3 separate regions of the Sus scrofa genome follow, and all the other regions are linked to region 1. Evidence: chromatin contacts called from public HiChIP or PLAC-seq and promoter capture Hi-C data. All regions are on one chromosome and are shown on one strand. The core of a region is the stretch at or near the end of the contact, and the rest is flanking DNA. Distances in the headings are between cores, read along the strand shown.

Region 1 (3,512 bases), core at 158-2,657:
TAATCCTCACCGATATCTGTTTCGCACTTTACAATTTATTAAATGGCTTCATTTCCATTATTTTTACGGGAAACAACCATGTGTAATAACTAGGACACTGCAAGGGAGGGAGCTGAGGCCCAAAGAATTCAATGATTTTTCTGAAGTTATACAGCTGTAAGAAGAGGACCCCCCCCAGGCGTTCTCTTGTGGCGCAGCAGGTTAATAAACCGCCATTGTCACTGCAGTGGCTTAGGTCACTGTTGTGGAGCAGGTTAGATCCCTGGTCTGGGAATGGCCATATGCCTCTGACACGACCAAAGGAAAAAAAGGAAGAGGAGTCTTCATTCTGTATTAGACTCTCCAATTCTAGTTCCATTCTTTGTAGCTACAGTAGGATCAATCTCACTTTTTTTTTTTGGAGGGGGGGGTGCTGCTGGTGGTTTAGGCACAAGTTCCTGGGCCAGAGACTGAATGTGCAGCACAGTAGCAACCCAAGCCACAGCAGTGACAACACAAGATCCTTAACCTGCTGAATCACAGGAAACTCCAATCTCACTTTTTAAAATATGAGTTTCAGGAGTTCCCGTCATGGCTCAGTGGTTAACGAATCCGACTAGTAACCATGAGGCTGCGGGTTCGATCCCTGGCCTTGCTCAGCAGGTTGAGGATCCAGCGTTGCCTGAGCCGTGGTGTAGGTCGCAGACAAGGCTCAGATCCCACGTGGCTGTGGCTGTGGTGTAGCCTGGCAGCTACAGTTCCGATTCAACCCTTAGCCTGGGAACCTCCATATGCTGCGGGTGCAGCCGTCAAAAGACAAAAGACCAAAAAAAAAAAAAACACCTAGTTTTGGTATTTTTTGGTCAGATCTCCCTGTGCCTCACTTTCCTCATGGTGACAGAACAGTACCCACCTCATGGGGTTGTTACAAAGATTATACAAGCACTTATAATAAGTGCTCAGGAAATGTTAAGTTTCCCAGCTGTTCCCACTTTTCCTTCCAGGAGGCTTAACTCTCTGGGCTCTAGTTTCGGGCGAGCGCAACACTCTCCCTCCCAAGGCGCTCCACCTGACCTTCCTTCAGCTTTCCAGCCAGCTAGCTGCCCGTAACACAGCGGGTATTTTCCTCTGGGCGATCCACAGTCCTAGGAGGGTTTAATTAGGTACTTCCCTGAACGTGGCTTATTTTGGGCTTTCCGAGAGCTGAGAGTGAGTGGGGGACGGTGTTTGGGAATTCGGAACTGGGAAAAACAGCAGTCTCATAGGAAAAAAAGAAAACAAAGCAAACCAACACTCCGACCTTCAACTAGGGGTCGGCTCTACGGACTGCCTGCGTCTCTCCCCCTCCGGCCGCCAGGCGGCGCGCGAGGACGCCCCGGAAGTCTGTCCTGGGACTTCGCGTGCGTCCTCTTTCTCCGTTGCCCTTCCACTCACTTCCGTTGAGCTTTGCAACGTCTTTTGTCCCAGGCGGCTACCCGTACGCATCCGAATCTAGCCCGGGAACTAAGAGACGGAGGAGCGGGATCCGCGAGTTTACTGATTCCGGACCTCCTGGGGACCTGCAAGATGTGCTCCTTGGGGTTGTTCCCTCCGCCGCCGCCTAGGGGACAAGTCACCCTATACGAGCACAATAACGAGCTGGTGACAGGCAGTAGCTATGAGAGTCCGCCTCCTGACTTCCGGGGCCAGGTGGCCGGGGCGAGGAGGGAGGGGACCTACAGGCATGGGGGGCGGAGTCGGAGAGAATCGGGGAGCAGAGGCTGTGTGACAGGGGCGGGGTTGCGGTCCCCAGCCTGGAGGACTGGAAATAGTCTGGCCCCGCTGGAGAAGAATGGAAGGGCTGAAATGTATTTTAGTGGGATTGTTGGATGAAGGATGCTGAGAAGCTGTGGGGCAGGCCCAGAGGGAACGGAGAGAGTGAATGTAGGGGATGTGAGGGTGCAAGAGAACTTCGGAAAAGTTGGAGACGGTGTCTGGGAGAACTAGGAAGGCACAACCGCAACCTGGGGAGTTTTTCCGCTGCGCTTTTCCTGGGAAGGAAAAGGAAGAGAAACTGACGTTTATTGAGATTTTGCTATGTAAGGTGGAGGCTCCGAGTCAGGTGTTCTCCACAGATGTTTTAATAATATGTTTTTTTGCTTTTTAGGGCCGCACCCTAGGCATATGGAAGTTCTCAGGCTAGGGGTTGAATTGGAGCTGCAGCTGCTGGCCTACACTACAGCCACTGCAATGCAGCATCGGACACACGTCTGTGCCCTACACCACAGCTCATGGCAACGCCAGATCCATATCCCACTGAGTAAGGCCAAGGATCAAACCTGCATCTTCATGGGTACTAGTCGGATTTGTTCCTGCTGTGCCACAATGGGAACTCTTTTAATAATGTGATTTAATAATCACAACAACCCTATGAAATATTATTGTAGTTTTACAGATAAGGGAGCTAAGACCTGTCTCCCAGTCCCACAAGTGTATTTGTGGACCTGGAAACGGGTCCCTGGGGCCTCTTCCCCTCAGCCCAGCTATAGGTCCAGTAGGGAGTTCAGTAGAGATCTGGGGAAGAGACTAACTCAGTGTTATACCTCTCACTTCTGGCTCCAGTGGATCAATCTACCTGTCCTAAACCTGACCAAGGATCCCTTGAAGACCCCCGGAAGGCTGGACCATGGCACAAGAACTGCTTTCATCCACCACCGGGAGCAAGTGTGGAAGAGATGCATCAACATTTGGTGAGACATGGCCCCGGGTCTCCTGGGCCATGGTCTGCAGATCCTGGAGGAAATGAGGTCACCATCCCTCTCCCTCCGCCTTGGGCTTCCTGGCCCTCTCTAGCTCACAGCTGTCTCTCATTCAGCGTATTGGGTCATCAGTCCCTTGTGTGGAACTGAAGGCTGTGCATTTCATCTCCAGTGTCTTGCCTGCCTTTCTGGTTTGATTTTGTGAACCTGCTCTCTCATGTGATTATCACTTTCAGAGCCTTTACCTGAAACTCAGCAAGGTATAAGATTGGAGCCAATAACCTCATGTGTAGGTCATTCTTTTTTTTTTTTCAGGGCCGCACCTGCAGCATGTGGAAGTTCCCAGGCTAGGGGTTGAATCAGAGCTACAGCAGCTGCTGGCCTACACCATAGCCGCAGCAACTCGGGATCCGAGCCGCACCTGTGACCTGCACCACAGCTCATGGCAGTGCCGGATCCTTAACCCACTGAGCAAGGCCAGGGAGCAAACCTGTATCCTCATGGATACTAGTTGGGTTCCTTACCGCTGAGCCACAACAGGAACTCCAAAGTCATTTGTTTTTCATGTGTATCGACAGAGCCATACTGCCTGGAGTCAATTCCTGGCTGTGCCGCTCTAGCTGTGTGACCTTGGGCAAGTTACTTAATCACTCTGTTCCTCAGTTTCATCTTCCATAAAATGGAACCTATCTTACAAGGTTGTAGTGATGATTTTGTTTGTTTGTTTTTTAGGGCCGCACCTGCGGGATATGGAGGTTCCCAGGCTAGGGGTCCAATGGGAGCTACAGCTGCAAG
Region 2 (3,493 bases), core at 247-2,746, 140 kb before region 1:
TGTTCCTAACCTTTCTGCTTTAATTGATGACATGTAGAAACAATGTTTTCGTATATAGCTTAGCCTACAACACCTCCTTACTACTTAACAACCTTAGCTTTAAAAATAATCTCCCCAAAGTTGTGAAATTTCTCCAGTGACATTTTTAGTATCCAGCCCTTCAAAACATCAATGATCTCTCTCCTACAGCTAAGTTTTCCCTCTTCACATAACCAGCCACTGTTTTAACTTTGCTCTAGGACCATATCCTAAATATTAAAAGTGTTTAAGTGGCTGCCAGACCATTCTGTATATAGCAAGCTGCTCCATGGTTACCTCAAGTGTGTGATTACTTAAAAGATGGGCTTTGCATCCCCAAAGCACCTCATTCCCCCGGTTTCAGAATATAATTAATTGCTGGAAAAATACCAGCATTCAACACTTTTCACTCATGGAAAAACAAGAGTGCTGGGGGTGGGGATGGGGGGGAGACATTATTAGGTCTGTAAGAACGACATTTTAAAAAAATAAGACACGGTAAAAATTTGGCAGTTTAATTCCTTATAGCTACTAACATACAACAGAAGCACTTGACAAATACCACAATAAATGCAAGTTCGAAAGGGCAAGAATATTGAAATATCTGGAGCCATTTCTTGAGGTAAGGCAGAAAGAAGCATTTCCAACTCTAAATCATCCAAGAAATCCCTGTCATATTTCTCTCCTGACTAGGTCAATGTAAGTGTATCCAATCCCAGGAATCCAGCAGTTAATCCTGCAGTACATTACCCCTTCTCCTATAAATAGCTCTGTCTGGGTCTATAGCGGCAGGCATTTTGTAATTTCAAAATTCGTTACCCCGAGACAACGTCCTGAATAACTCGGTAACTGGGAGCCCGTCCACCCTTGAACTCCGCAGCCCCCTTCTCCTTGGTCATCCAAGCATTTTCCACCTAAAAAATGCACCCCCCATCCCTCCACTAGAAAAGAGGAAAAAAAATAAATAAACGGTTCGGTCGGGGGGGGGCGCTGCGATCCAGGGGGAGGGGCCGGACTAGTAGCGCCTCCTCGTGTGGCTGCGCCAGCGCCTGACCCCCGCGGGGAGCCGCGCTCACCCGCCCGGCCAGCAAGCCGGCCATCGCCTCCCCCACCCCCCTCAACCAACAAATCCACCGCCGCCCCCCCTACCGCGCGCGCGCCCTCCTTGACTCTTGCGCAGCCGCCACCGGGAAAAGGCGGGGGGATGGGGGGAGGCCTTGCGCGAGGCCTACTAGGCCTCGGCGGAGCCAGGGCCTTGCGTGAATGGCCGGCCAAGCAGAGTGAGAGGGAAGGCGCTCACGCGGGACTACGCGAGGCCGGGGCTCGTGACGGGGACCGGAGCCCGCTAAGAACGATGGCAAGAGCAGAAATACAGCTATAGCCGGGGGCGGAGGAAAAATTTTGAAGCTTACCTGCAGGCGCGAGGCGACTGAGGGGGAAAAGGGGAGCGGGCGGGAAGGGGAAGGGCGGGAGGCCGGGGGCGGAACAATAGGGGCGGGCGGGAAGGCAAGGGGGGCCCCGCGGGCGGGCGGAGGAGGAAGGGGGGGGTGGAGGAGGAGGAGGAGGAAGGGGGAAAGAGACCCCGGGGCGGGTGGAGGGCGGCGGAGGGCGGGCGGGCGGGCGGAGGGCGGGCGGGCGGGAGAGGGCGCAGGCTGCGGCTGCTCCGGCTGCTGCCTCTGCTGGTCTGGGAGGGGGACGGGGCGGAGCGGCCCGCTTTCAACCCCGCGCACCCTCCGACCCCGGAAGCGCTAACCGCCCCGGGGGCCGGCGAGGCGACTGCGTCGTCCAAACCTTCCTCACGCAATGCGGACGGCCTCCCAATAGCCTAGAGCGGCTCCTTGGACAGCGTTGGCACCAGCGAGACAATAACTGGTAGTAGATGGCGAAGTCTAGGATAGAGCGGCAGCGCAGGGGCCAGGGAGGAAACTAGTGGCCCCTAGCGGGCTGGTTGGAAAGCTCAGGCGTTAGTACGGAGAGAGTTGGCAGTCGCCATGGATAAAGGAAATGGGAAAATGGGAGGGGTGAGGAGGCACTGACAAGAGAGGGTGGGAAAAACTCAGTAAGTAGTCTATAGTGAGATTCAAAAAGAGAAAAAAACTAATTTGCCATAATGGAAGTAACTTTTACACCAACTCCTTACTCTGAAAATTGGTAATTAAAGGAATGAATTAAGCTTTTACCCTTTCTTTTAGGAAGAACTGTACTAAGGGGAAACTTTTAAACAAGAATTCCATATGATGAATGTAGAGAAATAAAAGAGAAAATCACCATTCATTCTCTAACCCAAAATGAAATAAATGATTCAAGCAACCATCATCAATCATCAAAATTTTAAGTGAAACGCTGTTAGGGAACAGGATATTCTCCCAGTGCCAAATATCACCACATAGATTATTTGCAAGTCCCACTAAAAGCCCCCCAAATTTTAACTTTAAAGATCTGATAGTCACCACTTTACAAATTGATCAAACTTTGCATCACTAATAGTACAACTTTGACATAGTCCTTGATGAGATGCCATAAGTACATACATACATACATACATACATCATCTATTAAGTAGTCCCGGCAAGTGTTTGATCTTCATCTAATCAAGCCTTCAGAACCGATTTGCAATTTACAGGAAATTTACAAGGGTAATAGAAAAAGTGAAACACATTGAAGAGATAATGAGCAAATCTAGAATGTGGGAATTCAACAAGACAACTACCCTATTCTCTGGAAAAGGAAAATGGTGGATCTTGTTTGGATCCTGGTTTTAAAGAAAATAGCCATAGGAGTTCCCATTGTGGCTCACTGGGTTAAGAACCCAGCTAGTATCCATGAGGATGTGGGTTCGATGCTGGCCTTGGTCAGTGAGTTAAGGCTCCAGTGTTGCCTCAAGCTGCAGTGTGAGGTGTAGGTCGCAGATGTGTCTTGGATCCCGAGTTGCTGTGGCTGTGGCGTAGGCCTGCAGCTACAACTCCAATTCAATCCCTAGCCTAGGAAACTTCCATGTGCCACAGTTGCAGCACTAAGAAGAGAAAAAAAAAAAGCATTTTAAGTCATTTTGGGGACAGCTGAGGAAATTCAAACATGAACTGAATATTACCTAATATTAGGAGGTATTGTTAATTGTCTTAGGTGTGATAATGAAATTGTGGTTATGTAGGAGAAATGCTATTTTAAGAGGTGCATGATGAAATATTTAAAGGTGAGGGGTGGTGATGTAAAAAAAACTTTTTGTTTGTTTTTTTTAGGGCTGCAACTGTGACATAAGGAAGTTCCCAGGCTAGGGGTTGAATCCGAGCTGTAGCCGTTGGCCTATACCACAGCCACAACAATGCTGGACCTGGGCCACGTCTGCTACCTACACTGCAGCTCACAGCAATACTGGATCCTTAACCCACTGAGCAAGGCCGGGGATCGAACCCATGTCCTTGGTAATACTAGTTGGGTTCATTACCACTGAGCCACAATGGGAACTCCAGAACAG
Region 3 (3,404 bases), core at 638-3,137, 180 kb before region 1:
GCCACTGCCGGGGTGCATGCCGGGAACCACGGTCCACTACCCCAGTGCTTGCCGGGAACAACCCGCAGACCAGGTGCATGCTGGGGCCCGCGCCGCTACTCCCTCCGCACCACGCCACGTTCCGCGCCCTACGGGCTTTGGTACCAGGCGGCTCACCTGGGCAGCCCGCAGCCCGTGGTAGTGCCGGAGCCCTGCTCCTCTTCACTCATTCCCTCCTCCGTCCCCGCGGGCGCCACCGTGACTGTAGCCTCCACGCGCCCCAACACACCGCCGACGAGCTAGGGCCGGGGCCAAGCCCCGAGTCGCGGCCGGTCGGGCCCACCGCGGGGCATGCTGGGATATGCAGTCCCCCTCCCACCCGACTCTATGAGTCTTCATCAGGAGGACAGCTATCCGCCCCACAACTCTCCGCGTGGTCCGCCCAGGCTGGCAGCACCGCCTTCTGGGAGGAGCGGACCCCTCCACTATTGCTTCCCAAGCCGAGGATGTGTTTTTGGTTTGGGGGTTGGTTCGTTTGCTTGTTTTTATTATCGCCCCGCCTCCTTCCCTCCGCGTAGCCTCTCCCCAGGGCTGGGGCTCTGGGCGTGCGTACTAGCCGATTGGCAGCGGCTGGGGGACGGCGCCGTAAGGGCGAACTCGAGCTAGAAGGCCTCCGGATCCCAAGAAAACTACAGAACCCAGGAGCTCGCGCGCGTCATCTTTGTCGCAACTAGAGGGGCAGGGTCAAATATTCACGAAAAGCTTTGCAGCACAATTGGTTATTCCCGAATGGACCTACTTGCTCTAGGTGGATTGCAATTGGTTATTTCACCTAGAGAGGCGGGGACAAGAGAAGGCTCAGCCCCTTTGACTCCGCCTCTTTCTTGAGAAAAGGTTGTGATTGGCCCAGGGGTGATGCTGCTGTCGGTTCCTGGCTGTTTGCGGTCTGGGAGGGTGGGTCCTGCCTGCACGCGGGAGGGGACTATTCTCTGCCCCTCAGAGCGCCAGGCCAGTCAGTTTTAAGTCCAAGTTCATCTCTGTCTCAGTTTCCACTCAGCCTCTGACCTAAACCCTGGCTCTCGGGCCTTCGTCTCACAGAAACGACTACTTTTTCCTAGGTTGTCCTTCACTTCCCTTACCCTTAATTTTGCCCTGCAGCCGGTCGGTTTCCGCTTCTTTTCTAAAGCCTCTTTAGAATGGCTCTAGTGAACTTTTCTGTAGCTGGTTCCCCTACACCAGGAGACCCCCCTATGGAGCCTGAGAATCAGGCTATAATGGGACGACAGGATTAGAAGGACTAAGGCACATGGTGATCTCATTCCCTCTGCCTTGCGTCTTGTGTCTCTCAGCTAAAGAGAGAGCAAGAGAGGATTCTGGCCTGTTAAGACTAATTGACTAATGTGTGTGCAGAGCAGAAGGCGGATGTTGAGGTCCCGAGCTTCATTCCCTCCTCGCCGAAGTCTCACAGCCACTGGCCTGAAAGATTGTAGGGAGAATCTTGTGACCTTGGAGAAAGAGATCACGAAAAAATGTCTGAATCTAATGAGTGTTCTGAGAATGGGTCAGGGAAAAGCAAGTCCCCGCACCGACGGACTTGCTCGGTGCGGGGATGATGGTCCAGAGAAATCTTGGAGTAATAATGAGGGGTTATCCAGGAACACTAGCAGGGAACGGGGATTGAGCTGAATGGATCCCAGGTGGGTGAAACTGGAGTGGTGACAGGGGAAAGAAGGCTGTCAAGATCAACATGACGGGGGGAGCGATGCTAGAGCGCTGGGGTAGTCCCATCTGAGGGGCTCTTGTCTCAGGGTATAGCAGGGAGCTTAGAAGATCGCTCATAGGGGGCGCCTACGGAATCGGTTAAAGGCCGGAGGTGGGACCGCCCCAGGTCACCGCCAGCAGGAAGGTGCGGGGCCCAGACCGGCCAGAGACGAGCCTGGAGCGCGCCGGATGGCAGCAGCGGGCTCCTTTAAGAGGCCGGCGGCTCCAGCGCAGCATCCCCCGCTCAGGGCGTGTCCGTCCCGGGGGGCCGGGGGCGGGGGCCTTGGAAGGAGCAGGAGTTCAAGCCGAGTGAGGACAGGGCTTGGGGTCGGGGGGTGGGGGAAGAAAGCTGAAGCTGACATCCCGCGCTCCCGGACACCGCACGAGCATCGCCTGTGACAGCGCCCCTGGTCCGGTTGAGGGCAGCGGGGGGAGGAGGGAAGGAGGAGGAAAAGGAGGAGGAGGCGGGAGCAGCATCCGGAGCCGAGCTGCAGCAGCGCCGCCTTTTGTGCTGCGGCCGCGGAGCCCCCGAGGTGAGAGCCGGGCCGAGTTGTGGAGGGTTGGGGGTAGGGATAGGTCCGAGACCCGGGACCTGGGTGCCGAGGGAGGGTCGGGATGCAGATGTGGCGGGGTGTGGGGAGGGTGGCGCAGGGATGCTGAGACTGTGAGGATGGAGGAACTGGGGACCTGGACCCGACGCCTGTGGGGATGGGAAGGAGGGGAACCAAGCAGAGGGATGCCGCGGCCCAGCTTGGAGGCTAAGGGCCTCCAGAGCTGAAAAGGAGTGTATGGGTGGGGGTGGGGGGATGATTGGGGAACAGACTTAAAGGACAGGGGGAAAGAGAGCGTCCTCCTCTCCTCCCACTCAACCTCAAGAAGGGGGGGGGAGAGAAGGAGGAAGAGTTTGGGCCCCTCAGGAAAGGGAAGGATGGACAAGGCCTCATGTGCCCCCCATCCAACTCCCTGCCCCCCACACTTAGCAGGCTGCACCTGAGGATTATAGGCAGTGAGCACCTGTTCCTGGATGCCCAGGTGATGGTCATCCTCCCCTCCCCCATTCTTATGTGGTTTTTCTGCCTCCCCTAACCCATGTCCCTGGACCAGCCCTTTCACGAGCCTCCTCCCTTTTCCCTACACTCTGATCAAACTCCTTGGTTTAAAAATAAGCAAGAATCCTTTGCACAGAGTTAAAACTCCTGGGAACCATGGCCTTGGCTGAGGGGAGGGAAAAGAAAGGGCCAGAGGCTCTACAGACAGTGGAAGGAAATAATGGGGAGTCCCTTAGAATTGAGGGAAGAGTCCCATCTTTGAGCTCCATTACCTGCTCCCTTCTGGAAGGAGCAGGGGTCAGGGGTCCTCAGCCAGGTGGAGGCGCACCCAGGGTCTCTCTCCCACCAGGGTTCTCTCCCATTACACCCTGTGGGTCTCTCTAAATACCATTTTCCTTCCAACTCAGAGGATGGATTCCATGGCTCTGGGAGCTCTCATTTTTTCAGCCAGAGGGTCACCCCAAGGGAAGGGGAGTCGGGGGCAGTCAGGAAGGGCCTGAGTGCACCCTGGCTCTTCCTGTCCACATGCTGAAGTTCCTCTCAGCTTTAGGGCCTGCTCTCCCCTATCTAATACTTAAGGATGGGAAAAAACTTCTGCCTGCTCCAGGCTGCCAC

What was found. Promoter capture Hi-C pulls out the DNA fragments that hold promoters and counts their contacts. HiChIP or PLAC-seq counts read pairs in DNA pulled down with a chosen protein or histone mark.
Region 2: a promoter capture Hi-C map of fetal skeletal muscle shows a contact between it and region 1, with 5 times the contacts expected there. The contact joins the promoter of PCBP2 here to the promoter of AAAS in region 1. A contact is called at or near these places in 2 of 5 promoter capture datasets (fetal skeletal muscle and liver), 1 of 47 Hi-C or Micro-C datasets (embryonic fibroblasts) and 2 of 2 datasets of contacts at active chromatin or transcription factors (alveolar macrophages and skeletal muscle).
Region 3: an H3K27ac HiChIP or PLAC-seq map of alveolar macrophages shows a contact between it and region 1. The contact joins the promoter of MAP3K12 here to the promoter of AAAS in region 1. A contact is called at or near these places in 2 of 5 promoter capture datasets (fetal liver and liver), 12 of 47 Hi-C or Micro-C datasets (blood, embryonic fibroblasts, heart right ventricle and 5 more) and 2 of 2 datasets of contacts at active chromatin or transcription factors (alveolar macrophages and skeletal muscle).

Annotation. Positions count from the first base shown.
Region 1 is chr5:18,535,730-18,539,241 of Sscrofa11.1, reverse strand. It overlaps AAAS (aladin), which reads left to right and starts at 1,407. Exons shown (of 16, transcript XM_003355403.4): 1 at 1,407-1,668; 2 at 2,581-2,708. The coding sequence starts at 1,546.
Region 2 is chr5:18,672,197-18,675,689 of Sscrofa11.1, reverse strand. It overlaps PCBP2 (poly(rC) binding protein 2), which reads right to left and starts at 1,496. Exons shown (of 14, transcript NM_001244512.1): 1 at 1,431-1,496.
Region 3 is chr5:18,715,692-18,719,095 of Sscrofa11.1, reverse strand. It overlaps MAP3K12 (mitogen-activated protein kinase kinase kinase 12), which reads left to right and starts at 1,887. Exons shown (of 14, transcript XM_003126192.6): 1 at 1,887-2,273. TARBP2 (RISC-loading complex subunit TARBP2) reads right to left here and starts at 508. Exons shown (of 9, transcript XM_003126194.6): 1 at 157-508. The coding sequence starts at 209.